2 separate regions of the Pan troglodytes genome follow, and region 1 is linked to region 2. The links are chromatin contacts, called in public HiChIP or PLAC-seq maps. All regions are on one chromosome and are shown on one strand. Each heading gives the region's core, a stretch centred on a gene start, on an enhancer-like site or on the middle of the called end of the contact. The rest is flanking DNA. Distances are from core to core; before and after follow the strand shown.

Region 1 (6,508 bases), core at 3,085-5,584, 590 kb before region 2:
AGTGTATAATGAGCAGTGAGGATGACCAGAGGTCACTTTTCTTTTTTTTTTTTTTTTTTAATTTTTTATTATACTTTAAGTTTTAGGGTACATGTGCACATTGTGCAGGTTAGTTACATATGTATACATGTGCCATGCTGGTGCGCTGCACCCACTAACTCGTCATCTAGCATTAGGTATATCTCCCAATGCTATCCCTCCCCCCTCCCCCCTCCCCACCACAGTCCCCAGAGTATGGTATTCCCCTTCCTGTGTCCATGTGATCTCATTGTTCAATTCCCACCTATGAGTGAGAATATGCGGTGTTTGGTTTTTTGTTCTTGCGATAGTTTACTGAGAATGATGGTTTCCAATTTCATCCATGTCCCTACAAAGGATATGAACTCATCATTTTTTATGGCTGCATAGTATTCCATGGTGTATATGTGCCACAGAGGTCACTTTTCTTACCATCTTGGCTTTGGTGGGTTTTGTCCGGCTTCTTTACCATAACATATTTTATTAGCAAGGTCCTTGTATCTTGTGCTGACCTATCTCATCCTGTGACTTAGAATGCCTAATCTCCTGGGAATGCAACTCAGTAGGTCTCAGCCTTATTTTACCCAGCCCCTATTTAAGATGGAGTCCTTCTGGTTCAAATGCCTCTGACAGTTCCCCAGAGGAAAGTGGAGTTCTCTTACCAAAAGAAAGAGAATGTTTACAGGGAAGGACACAAATAACACATGTCGCCAATAGATCCTGAAGGATGTCCGCATGAAGTCATTAGGACATGAAGTCACTGAGGCCTGATGGCAAGAAAAAGGGACTTATTCCCTACTGTTTTGTGGAGATGGGTCGAGGGTGTGGGAAAGAGGGTGAAGTGGGATTAGAAATGTTCAGTGAAGCTTTAGAGGATAACATTAGGATCTAGGGTCAGAGATAATTTTATTACTTTTTTTTTTTAGAGTTCGAGTCTTACTCTGTTACCCAGGCTGGAGTGGGGTCAGAGATTAGAGGGAGGCAGACCACCTATAAGAAATATATAAACCCTTTTTTTTTTTTTTGAGACGGAGTCTCACTCTGTCGCCCAGCCTGGAGTGTAGTGGCACGATCTCGGCTTACTGCAAGCTCCACCTCCCGGGTTCACGCCATTTTCCCACCTCAGCCTCCTGAGTAGCTGGGACTACAGGCGCCCGCCACCACACCCGGCTAATTTTTTGTATTTATAGTAGAGACGGGGTTTCACCGTGTTAGCCAGGATGGTCTCAATCTCCTGACTTCGTGATCTGCCCGCCTTGGCCTCCCAAAGTGCTGGGATTACAGGCGTGAGCCACCGCGCCTGGCTTTTTTTTTCTTTGAGACAGAGTCTCTCTTACTCTGTCACCCAGGCTGGAGTGCAGTGGTGGGATCTCGGCTCACTGCAATCTCCGCCTCCCAGGTTCAAGCAATTCTCCTGCCTCAGCCTCCCGAGTAGCTGGGATTACAGGTGAGCATCACCACGCCCAGTTCATTTTTGTATTTTTAGTAGAGACGGGGTTTCACCATGTTGGCCAGGCTGGTCTTGAACTCCTGACCTCAAGTGATCCTCCGGTCTCAGCCACCCAAAGTTCTGGGATTACAGGTGTGAGCCACCACATCCAGCCTAACCCTTTATATATACACAAAATATATATGTGTCTATATATAGTATATAAAATGAATACAATTTAAGTTGTCCAGAAAAAGTATAGAGATATTTGTGAGAGGGTGAGGTTGCCTGTAGTCTCTGCCATGAATGGGCAGATCTCTTTTCCCGTGACTAATAAAATACACTTGTGCCTCCTCCTTACCTGGGCTTTTTAAGGAGGGCTGTGTCTGGGTGGGTACTATCTGGAATGCCCCACCCTGGTCATGTTTTGGGGAAATCTGCCCCACCCCAATAATTCCAGTGGGGGTACTTTCTCCTCCGAGGCGCACTTCTGCATCCTCTTTTTTTTTTTTTTTTTTTTTTTTTTTTTTTAAATACGGAGTCTCGCTCTGTCGCCCAGGCTGGTGTGCAGTGGCGCGATCTCGGCTCACTGCAAGCTCCGCCTCCCGGGTTCATGCCATTTTCCTGCCTCAGCCTCCCGAGTAGCTGGGACTTGACAGGCGCCCGCCACCACGCCCAGCTAATTTTTTCTGTTTTTAGTAGAGACGGGGTTTCACCGTGTTAGCCAGGATGGTCTTGATCTCCTGACCTCGTGATCCGCCCGCCTCGGCCTCGGCCTCCCAAAGCGCTGGGATTACAGGCGTGAGCCACCGCGCCCGGACTGCATCCTGTTTTTGTTTTTTGTTTTGAGATGGAGTCTCACTCTGTCGCCCAGGCTGGAGTGCAGTGGCGCGATCTCAGCTCACTGCAAGCTCTGCCTCCCAGGTTCCGCCATTCTCCTGCCTCAGCCTCCCGAGTAGCTGGGACTACAGGCGCCCGCCACCACGCCCAGCTAATTTTTTCTGTTTTTTAGTAGAGACGGGGTTTCACCGTGTTGGCCAAGATGGTCTTGGTCTCCTGACCTCGTGATCCGCCCGCCTCGACCTCCCAAAGTGCTGGGATTATAGGCGTGAGCCACCGCACCCGGCCTGCATCCTGTTTTAGTCACCTGGGATACCGGCCTGGCATTGCAGTCACCGCAGTACGTGCCTTAGCATCCTCCAGTTTGGTGTAAGCACCCCCAGGGTAGTGACTGTATCTCATCTAGCTTACCCCCTCAGTGTTCTTACTCAAAAAATATTTATCGAATAAATAATTTTATCAGGTATTTTGTGCAAGAATTTTTGCCTTGGGGAAGGTGTGTGTGACTAAGAGCCCACGAGGATCCCGTCTAACTCCAAGATTCTGCGACCGGCATTGGAAGCTGATTTATAGTGAGTAATTGGGAATACCCAAGGCCACTTTGACTTTTGCCGCCATTGGATAGAGCAGCACCCTCTCCCACCCTCCCTCTGAGTTCACCCATGGGCAGTCCCAGAAGCCTTTGATGGGGAAAAGGGGGTCATAGTGAGAATTTACCTTGGAATGTAAAGTGAGCGGCCCCTTTTCAGTCTTTGCATCTTCACGCGGGTCCGCCCCAAACCTAGAAGAACGCCCCTGACCCCTTCTTCTTCTATCTACTGTTACTCCTTCCTCTGACTCTGGTGACCCCATCCCGGACGCCTTCCGGAAAGCGCCTCCCCCTTTTCCACCCCATCGAGTTGGGGTTATTTCTCCTTTTCTGGGCTCTCTCCCATTGCTGGGGAGGAAGGCGGATACGAAGGGCCTGCATGACCGCGGCTGTCATCACAGTGGGCCTGGCTTACCTTGTTGCTCTCTCCCCTTTTGCCTTTCTCCTTTCTCCCTGTTGCAGTCATGGACTTCACTCATAATACATATACATATACATATGCATATGCACATGCACATACACATACACATACATATACATATACATGTTTTTAAATCGGGCAGCCACCCGCTCCCCGCCCTCAGCCCGGAATAGGTTCAGAGAGGTGCCCGGGTTCACTTGCGGAGCGTGTGGCCTCTGCGCCTAACGCGCGCCCCTTCACTACACGAATGGGTGCGGGCAAGGGTATAGGATTTTAGAATTCCAAGAGTTGTCGGGGGTCATCCCGTGGAATCCTCTCTTTTGCAGATGCTCTTCCTGGAGTCTTCCGATGCAAGCTCTTGGGCTCACGCAGCCCTTTTCCTCTTCTAAGCCCAGAGCGCTTTCGCTGCTGCTGAGCTCCACGGCCTCGGCAGATAGGGAGGGGCAGGCAGGTGTCAGTGTCCTCCCTTTCACCGTTGGGGAAACTGACTCAGAGAAACAAGGCGAGGGGCCTCGGCGGGGCGGGACCGTAACGGGAATTCAAGGCTCCAGGCCAGAGCGGAATTTATTGTGTCTGGTTTTGGGAAGCGTGAATGTGAAATGATCGACTTCGGAGCCCCAGGCGGAGACCCTTCAGTCCCCGACAAGAATCGGGATGGGGTCTGGGATTAATGCAGTAATTACTCGCGCCTGGGCATTGACCCCTTGGCAACTTGGCAAGATCCGGCAGGGTCCACCGCCCTTCCCTTCACAGGGTGACCACAGGGCTGCGGCCTCTTTAAGGCCCAGCGCTCCGCCCCCGGCTCGTCGCCAACCCCCTCGCCGCAGCTCAGCCAGTTCCAGACTTTCCTCAGAGATGAGGTCATCTCCCCGTTGCCCATTGGCTGCGCCGTGCCGTCAGTCACAGGAAGTCAGGCCGCCGTCTTCGCCTTCTTCATGCCGCTTCCTTCTCCGCCCGCCCCTTAGTCCGCAGATCACGACCCGATCAGGCCTCTGATTGGCTAGCGCCGCCGTCACTTCTCCAGCGGACAGTCTTCAGGACGGGAGGCGGGCGTGGTGGGCGGGCCCGCAGCTTCCGTGGCTGAGAGGAGCCGGCGGCGGCAGTGTCTGTGGTGGCCGCGGCGGCGAGAGCGACGGTCCCATCTTTCCCACCCTCTCGGTTGCCGCTGGCCACACGCCCTCCGCTGGCGGCGACTTCTCAGCTCCGTGCGCCCGGGCTGGACAGTGAGCCTCGAGAGGAGACGCGGGCGGCTAGAGCCGGAGTGGGGCGAGCCGCGGAACCCGGCCGGGAGCCGCGCGAGGCGGTGAGTGAGAGTCCGGGTTGGGGACCCCTCCCCCACCGCGGCCTCGCCCCGCCTGGAGCATCCTTTTTCCCCCCCGACCCTGCTGCGCGCGTCCTCGGGGGGGTCGGGCGAGGCGGCCCTCGCGTCCCCGGCCCTCTTCTCGCCGGCCTTCTGCCCCTGCCCTCGGGGCCAGAGTCGCAGAGCGGCGGTCACTGTGCCGGGGCTGGGACCCGGGCCGGGGCCGGGGCCGGGGCCGGGCCGGGCGGGCGCGGTCGTGCACCTGTGCACTGCCTGGCAGGGCTGTGCTGCGCGGGGCGGGGAGGCACGGAGGTCCTCGCCCTCGCTTCTCCCGGGATGTGTTTTGATTGCAGGGATGGGGTGTCGGCCGCTTTCTCTGGGGTCTTGTGCAGACCTTCAGGATCCAAGTGCAGTCCTTGGGATTCCCAGGCAAGGAGGCTCAGCTGGACTTGTTGGTGCCAGTATAGCAAACCTGAATGCTGCCAGGTGTACAGGGCTCTGCAAATCTGAAACTTGATGGCCAAGAACTTTACCTCCTAAGAAAGCGTCTGTCAGGACGCTGATTGCAGTCCACCCTCCCCGCTTCGGGTACCTTTGATACTCCATAGTGCCTAGGGCTGGACCTTTTGAGTCGACTCCCAAACCTGCCACTTGCTAGCTGTGTAATCTTGTGCCTTGGTTTCCTCGTCTGAAAAATGAGGATAATAGCACCAATCGCATACAGCTGTTTGTTGTAAGTGTCGAATGAAATAATTCACGTGAAGCGTTTGACACAGTGCTTGGCCCATAGTAAGGGCCCAAGAAATGTTTGCTTTTGGGATGTTGAGAATGCCTGGTTTGCCTGTGTGCCTTTAAGCACTAGCCCAGCTAGGCATTGTCAAGATTTCTCTCTGTTGTCTCCCTGTTATGCAGCATAACGAAAGGGCAGTTGAATGGTTAACTGCTTGCCAGCCTCTGTTTGGCATGAAGTGTGTGTATATACAGGAATGTGGAATACATCACTTAAATATAATAATGGAATTACCCCATGCTTCATATGTTTTTGCATAGTTTTAAACTCATAAGACGTCTGGAATGTCCCCGAGTTGCAAGTTTTTGAGATCTTTTCAGGGTCCTTTCTACATCAAGCCGAAGCCTGTAACTCAAGATTTATTGTCAATAAGAAGTTAAACCTACATGTTTTACTTCAGAAGACCCCCAAAACTCCAAATGTCACTTACGCAGTTTTACTGTTGAAAAGCAGTCATCTCCCGGGGGTGAGGTGGTACAGCCAGCTGGCCCGCAGCCCTATGACTGCAGGGTGGGGAACCTTTGGCTGGAAGTTATTAAACTAAGTTTTGCTTAATGTCGTTTGCATTTTTCATAGCGAACCAAAGGGCTTTATGTTACTGTTTCTTATTGAAATGATTTAGAAAGAAGCAATCCATTACTGCGTTCTTTAAAAACACCTGCAAAGAAAAAATATCTGTAGTTTAGCTCTAGTGTTTGTTTCAGTTTTTGGCCAATAACTATTAAGAAGAGCCCGTTTTTAAGAAGGCTTCCAAAAGTCACATCCACTTGAATAAGTTATTTAGAGTCAAATCAAGAGAGGTGGAAGAGTAATATGTATCCCATCACCCAAAAGTATTTATTGGAGAGTTTCCATGTCCTTAGTACTCTGCCAGATGCTATTAGGGAGTGATTAAAAAGAGTATGAAATAGAATCTCAGCCTATAAAGGGCAAAACCATAAAGTTTGGGTCACCCGTTAGTAATTACAAGTACTACCTAAGGGATGACTTCATTTATTCATTCAACAGACTTTTTGTTCCATGTTTGTAACGTGCCAGGTGTTTTTCTAAGGGCTGGGGCTGTCAAGATAAGTGAGATATGGTCCCTGCTCATGAGGAGCTCACAGTCTAGTGGGAGAGGC
Region 2 (6,555 bases), core at 3,346-5,845:
TGTTAGAAAAACTTAAGAAAAGGCAGAGAGTTAAGAAAGCTGACTGGGCACGGTGGCTCATCCGTGTCCTAGCACTTCAGGAGGCTGAGGTGGGAGTTTGAGACCAGCCTGGCCAACATGGTGAAATCCCTAAGGTTGGGAGTTCGGGACCAGCCTGGCCGGTCACTGTGCTAGCCAGGATGGTCTCGATCTCCTGACCTCGTGATCCACCTGCCTCGGCCTCCCAAAGTGCTGGGATTACAGGTGTTAGCCACCGCGCCCATCCAGCAGTGTATAAATGTTTTAAATAAATGAACAAATGTTACCTTCTATTCTCTTTGTACTAAAAATACAAAAATTAGCTGGGCGTGGTGGTGCGCGCCTATAATCCCAGCTACTTGGGAGGCTGAGGCAGGAGAATCGCTTGAACCCAGTGAAGTTGGGAGGGGGGAGCGGGGCAGAGGTTGTGGTGAGCCGAGATCATGCCACTTCACTCCAGCCTGGGTGACAGAGCGAAACTCTGTCAGAAAGACAAGAAAGATGGATGGATGGATAGAAGGAAGGAAGGAAGGAAGGAAAAAGAAAAGAGAAAGCCGTGATCCAAAGGGATGGGACAAGGGAGTTTTTTTTGGAGTGATGGAACCGTTCTGATCCTGACTGTGTACATTCATGTGTGAACATTCACAGAACTGTAAACACACATAAAAAGTCAATATTACTGTATGTTATTTTTAAAAAAATGTTTAAATGGATAGGAGTTGTCAAAAAGGATTGGCTGCTGCAGGGAGACAGAAAAGGATGAAACCTGAAGAGAGAGTTTTGGAAATTTTTTTTTTTTTTTTTTGAGACGGAGCCTCGCTCTGTTGCCCAGGCTGGAGTGCAGTGGTGCGATCTCAGGTCACTGCAGCCTCCGCCTCCTTGGTTCAAGCAATTCTCGAGCGTCAGGCTCCCGAGTAACTGGGACTACAGGCGTGCGCCGCCACACCAGGCTAATTTTTTTGTATTTTTAGTAGAGACAGGGTTTCACCATATTGGCCAGAATGGTCTTGATCTCCTGACCTCATGATCCGCCTGCCTCGGCCTCCCAAAAGTGCTGGTATTACAGGCGTGAGCCACCACGCCCGGCCAATGTGGGAAATTTACCCACTAGGTAATTGGCAACCTTGGAACAATCTGGCTGCAAAAGTTTAAAGAATGACTGTGTAGTGAAGACGTGAAGAAACGGAAGCAGCCAGCATAGACTGCTCTTTCAGAACTCTGGAAGTGAGAGGAACAGAAGCTCAAACATGATAGTAGAACGGAGAGATCCAGCAAACTGGCAGAATTTTCCAAGACCCCATGAGTTGCTCCATTTAAGTATTTTTTCAAAACGCGCATTTTGCACATGAACTAGTCATTTTCTTATTGTCCTGTTAAACTAAAACTGCACAATTCAACGACTAAAATGAATCCGAAATCTACACTTTGATTCTGCTCCTTAGAATCAAATGTCAGTCAACTAACGTTTTCTGTGTTCCCACTATGTGGCAAGCACTGTGCTGGATAGAAAAATGAGTAACACTTAATCCCTGGAAGAGCACACAATTTATCACAATACACAATAGCCCGGGACTGGAGCAGAGATCTGCACAAACGGCTCTAAAAGCCTTGAACTCTTGAGCTAAAATGTATTTTTACAAACTTTATAAAAATTAAACAGGGAAGAAATAAGATGTACTTTTGCAAAAATGTTATTAATTTCTAAAAGCCAAGAATGAGCTTAATGCAAACTTTTTTTTTTTTGGAGACTGAATTTCGCTCTTGTTGCCCAGATTGGAGTGCAATGGCACAATCTCGGCTCACTGCAACCTCCGCCTTCCGGGTTCAAGCGATTCTCCTGCCTCGGTTTCCTAAGTAGCTGGGATTACAGGCGCCCACCACCACACCCGGCTAATTTTTTGTATTTTTAATAGAGACGGGGTTTCACCATGTTGGCCACGCTGGTCTCGAACTCCTGACCTCAAGTGATCCACCTGCCTCGGTCTCCCAAAGTGCTGGGATTACAGGCGTGAGCCATCGCCCCCAGCCTAATTTAAATTCTTAAGTTAGGTATGGGCAACCTAATCATCAGTGGTATTCTCCTTTTCTATTCCTCTCTACTTTTCAGTGCCCTTTCTCCCTCTGATAATTCAGGGAGGAGGCAAAATGAAACACGCGTAGGCTCTCAAACCAGACAGACGTTGAGACTAAACCTATGCCCTGGAACTGCATAGCTGTGTGGCTCCTAGAGATCCCTTTTCTCAATCATAGAATAGTAATGATACCTACCCCACAGGCTTGGGCTAAGAATTAGGGGAAAAAATGTAAAAAGGCTGGCATAGAGTAAGCATACAATAAATGTTAGCTAATATTATTACTGCCATTTCAACAAGTGGTATTGCTCCGACTTGAAAACATTTTTAAGGCCAGGCGCGGTGGCTCACGCCTGTAATCCCAGCACTTTGGGAGGCCGAGGCGGGAGGATCATGAAGTCAGGAGATCGAGACCATCCTGGCTAACATGGTGAAACGCCGTCTCTACTAAAAATACAAAAAAATTAGCCGGGCGTGGTGGCGGGCGCCTGTAGTCCCAGCTACCCGGGAGGCGGAGCTTGCAGTGAGCCGAGATTGTGCCACTACACTCCAGCCTGGCACAATCTTTGAGACTCTGTCTCAAAAAAAAAAAAATTTGAGACTCTGTCTCAAAAAAAAAAAAAAAATTTAAGTGCTTCCATTTGAATGAGGGAAATTTTTTTCAAGGGCATGACATTTATATGTTACCACAGAAAAGCAGCTACGGAATTCCTATCAGAAACCACTCTGCTCAAATAATGGTGTTTAGGATAAGCCCTTAATAATAGTAAAGAACTAAGAAAATATAAAAGTATTATTATCATCATCACCACGTCCCACGTGGGACAAGCCAGTCTGATTTGTATTCTGGATATTGGTGAGTGTGTCTTCGTGCAAGTGGGCACTACACAGCCCTCCCACTACCTGCCTACAGCAATGCCGCACGCTGCAGAGACAATGCGCTAAAAGTTCCGCTCTATAAGAGGCATTTACACAACACTACCCAAAACACATCTGTACTTTCGAAGCCAAGATCACTGATGAGTCTCCAAATCAAGAGAAACCTTATACTACTGAAATCTCCCACAGCGAAGAGAGAAGTGGCCTCTATTAGTAAACTTTCACAAAATGCTTACGTCTATCATTTCTACACACTTTCTATATATACTTAACTGTTGGTGGGGGCACTAATGTTTCATTCACTGATTCTTGGCTTGTTTTATTCACTATGAAGAAATATCTTTGGCCAATTTTGTATAATTTTGCTTAAATTATAATACAAATGACCAACTTGAAATTCACCATCCTCTCGTTCAATCTCTAGCACTGATGCTAAAAAGTAATAAAACAGCCAAAACACATGAGAAAGCACGAACTTAAAGTCCCAGGCTGGTAACCTGAATTCCAAAGAATTCAGAATAAGCTGGTCCTTAAGGCGCTTGACTAGAGGTGACCGTTACTGGACGTCTTTAACCACTACAGCGTGTCTCGCTGGATCGGATGTCCAGCCTCCACAGCCGAATAAACCGGTAGTCTGGAACTGAAGGGCACCGGACCACGGGAAGGTGTAAAAACACTCTCCGTGCCCCTCGTTTCCTTGTCCAGAGTCTGAGCCGCCTCCCCAAGTGGCCGCACACGCAGGGCCCTGGCGAGGGGTGTGGAACGCATTCACCTTGTCACGCAGGTCCTGCACACAGGCCGGGACGCTGCGCAGGGACCCGAGGATCCGAGGCCTGACGCCTCCCTCTGCCACCGCCAGCCAGGGGCGGACGCGCCTCCGCGGGCTGGGAAGGTGTCCCCGCGCCGAGGCCCCCCGGAGACGGGAAGCGAACTCGACTCGGCTGGGCCAGCCCACCCGGAAGCCCTCCCCCAGCTCACACCTGCTGGCGCGTGACGCCCGGAGCCGCGCGCGCGCCCGCCAGTGCCTGCCCGGCCGTTCGGGGCGCCCCGGCCCGCGCGCCGGACGTCGCCCCGAGTCCCTCCCCGCCCCTCGACTCAAATCTCGGCGGCGCCCGCTCCCGCGGAGCGCGCGCTCAGCGCCGCCGGCAGCACCGGCCCCGCGCGCGCTCACGCCCCCTCCCCGGCCCGCTCCCCGCCCCACGCGCGCTCCCTCGCGAGGACACGCACACGCCGCGCCTCCGCTCACCGCCCCGGGCCGCGCCGCGCGCCCCCGGGGGCGACCTCGCCGACCCCCAGCCGCCCCGCGCCGTCCCGGCGGGGCGCGGGGGAGGGGAAGGACGGCGCGGCCGCCGCACCTCACTCACCGCCGAGCCGTGCCGGCTCCGAGTGCGCGGCGTTTCGCTGTGAGGCGAGGCGCGCAGTCCCCGCTTCTCCGCAGACTATGGAGGCGACGTCGTAGGGGGGACTGAGGGGCGCAGGGGTCACTCCCTCCCGTTTCGCCTTGCAGCAGCACGGGGACCCCAAAAACTAAAAACAAAATAAACAAACTTTCCCCTCCGCATCCCTCCCCCAAAACCACAACACAAACACTCGGGGGCCCGCCCAGAGCCCCACTCCATTGGCCGCAGGGAGGATGCTTCCGGCTCTCACTGGCTGACTTTTGTGCCCGTCAAGCTGTCGTTCCGCCCCTCCAATTCCTCGTTGCTGCCTTCGCCCCTCATTGGTTAAGTGCTTCCCGTTTAACGAGCTAGGATTGGCTGAGCTGCCTGAGCCAATCATGTGGGGACACACCCCCTCAGCATCCCAGAGGCCGCTTCCTCGGTCGAGGACCCAGAGAGACTCAGGGGAAATTAGAGCATGATGGCGGCCGAGGTCGCTTGGCGCAACCATCGTCTTTTTTTTTTATTTTTAGCTCATTAGTGCCTTGCCTCGGCGCTGTTTCCCTAAGCTCCTCTCTCCAACCAGTACTGCCCTATAACGGAATCCATACGCGCCGGCTCCTTGATTTATCCCCTCCGAAGTGCTGAGTGTGGGCTGGTTGTGCGTCATTGGACTGTCAGGATGTCACTCCCCAGTCAAATCTTCAAGCTATTGGTGGAACAGCAAGAAAGCCCGTCCAACAACAAGGGCTAATACCATTGGTTTGACTCCACTGTGTTATTTCCTGGCACCTTATTGGGCAAATAGGTGCGTCAGATCCGGATTCGCTCTGCTACGGTTAATTGTTTACTGGGGATTTGGGGTCAACTCTGGTTGTTTGGCCAGTAGTTGACGATAATAGTGACTCCCTTGCCTATTTTATGCCAAGTATTGGGCTGCTTTCTTCACAAACATTATCTGGTTAAACCTGGGAGTAATGCAGTATCCAGTTTTTATAGATGGGAAATTAAGGCTGGCGAAAGCTTAGAAAACTTGCCCAAGGTCATCCAGATACAGAGTCGTTGGTGGGCCTGGCATCTGGTCCTGGGTCAAACTGCAGAGACTTCACTCTTTTTATTATGCTTTAGTGCCTCCACCTTAGACAATGTAGTTGTCAGCCAACCTAGCATCTTAAAAACGTTTCATTTGGAACTCAAAGTCTTCAGTCAGTTTCTGGAAGTGACTTTGTTGGGGACTTACTATGGAGAGGTTGTCATTGCCTCCACCACATCTTCCTCCCCAGGACCCATTCCTCTCCCCTTTAAGTTAAGGTAGACATTTCTGCCTCCTTTTATGTGAAGCCTAGGCGCCACTCGCAACCCCTGACCAACCATCTACAACTCATTCTTTGGAGAGAGTCCTCAAGAGCTGGAAAACTAGGAGAAATCAAGTCTAAAGAGAGAGACAGAATAAATCGTCTTAGAAATGAATAATTTATTGCATGCAAAGAGAACAGCCCTTCAGCTCCTGGAAATCTTCCAGGATAATTGATGGTGAGCAAGACGTGTGCTCCTGGCTGGTGGCCACTGGGTTCTTTCCCTATAGCAGCATTCATCGAAGTGAATCCAACATTTCAGCCAGAGGAGGGCAGGATGCTTAGGACCCATTGCCAGTGAGCTTCTGCGACCGAAATGATCTCCAGGAGCACAACGCTGGACTCTAGCCCACATTCCATCTTGGGTAATTAACATTTTACCGTCCCAAATCCCCATCCCCTGTAGCTTCAGTGGGATCACCGCCCTTATTTCACTTCCTGATCCAAGCTGTTATGTAACCTCCTTGGCACTGCTTTAATAATAAAACAACCATTGTAACATAGTAACAATGCTCAACACTTAAGAGCCTTTCAGCAAATGAAGCCAAGGTATTTCATAAACGTCAATGAAGAGTAAGTGGCATGTATTCCTAGGGCAACTGCAAGAAGGACAGAAGAAAGATCATGCGTCAAATTCTAATATAGGTTGTAAGAACGTGAATCCTTAAAATTGTATGCACATACCCCATATTTGCCTTCCAGTATGGGGATTCTGAACTCAAAAACACAATGAATGAGAAACATTCAGAATCTAAAACCTTCCTAATCTTCAAAGTTGGTTGCTTGGACCCCTATTTTAGCACTTAAGTTGGTGCTTGACTTTCTGGGTAATTATTTGATACATTTCAGTTG

The links. HiChIP or PLAC-seq counts read pairs in DNA pulled down with a chosen protein or histone mark.
Region 1: an H3K4me3 HiChIP or PLAC-seq map of stem cell-derived excitatory neurons shows a contact between it and region 2, with 2.3 times the contacts expected there. The contact joins the promoter of MRTFA here to the promoter of TNRC6B in region 2. A contact is called at or near these places in 1 of 7 Hi-C or Micro-C datasets (stem cell-derived neural progenitor cells) and 1 of 1 datasets of contacts at active chromatin or transcription factors (stem cell-derived excitatory neurons).

The regions. Positions count from the first base shown.
Region 1 is chr23:42,629,899-42,636,406 of NHGRI_mPanTro3-v2.0_pri, reverse strand. It overlaps MRTFA (myocardin related transcription factor A), which reads left to right and starts at 4,334. Exons shown (of 14, transcript XM_016939226.4): 1 at 4,334-4,600.
Region 2 is chr23:42,040,177-42,046,731 of NHGRI_mPanTro3-v2.0_pri, reverse strand. It overlaps TNRC6B (trinucleotide repeat containing adaptor 6B), which reads right to left and starts at 4,595. Exons shown (of 25, transcript XR_010156023.1): 1 at 4,334-4,595.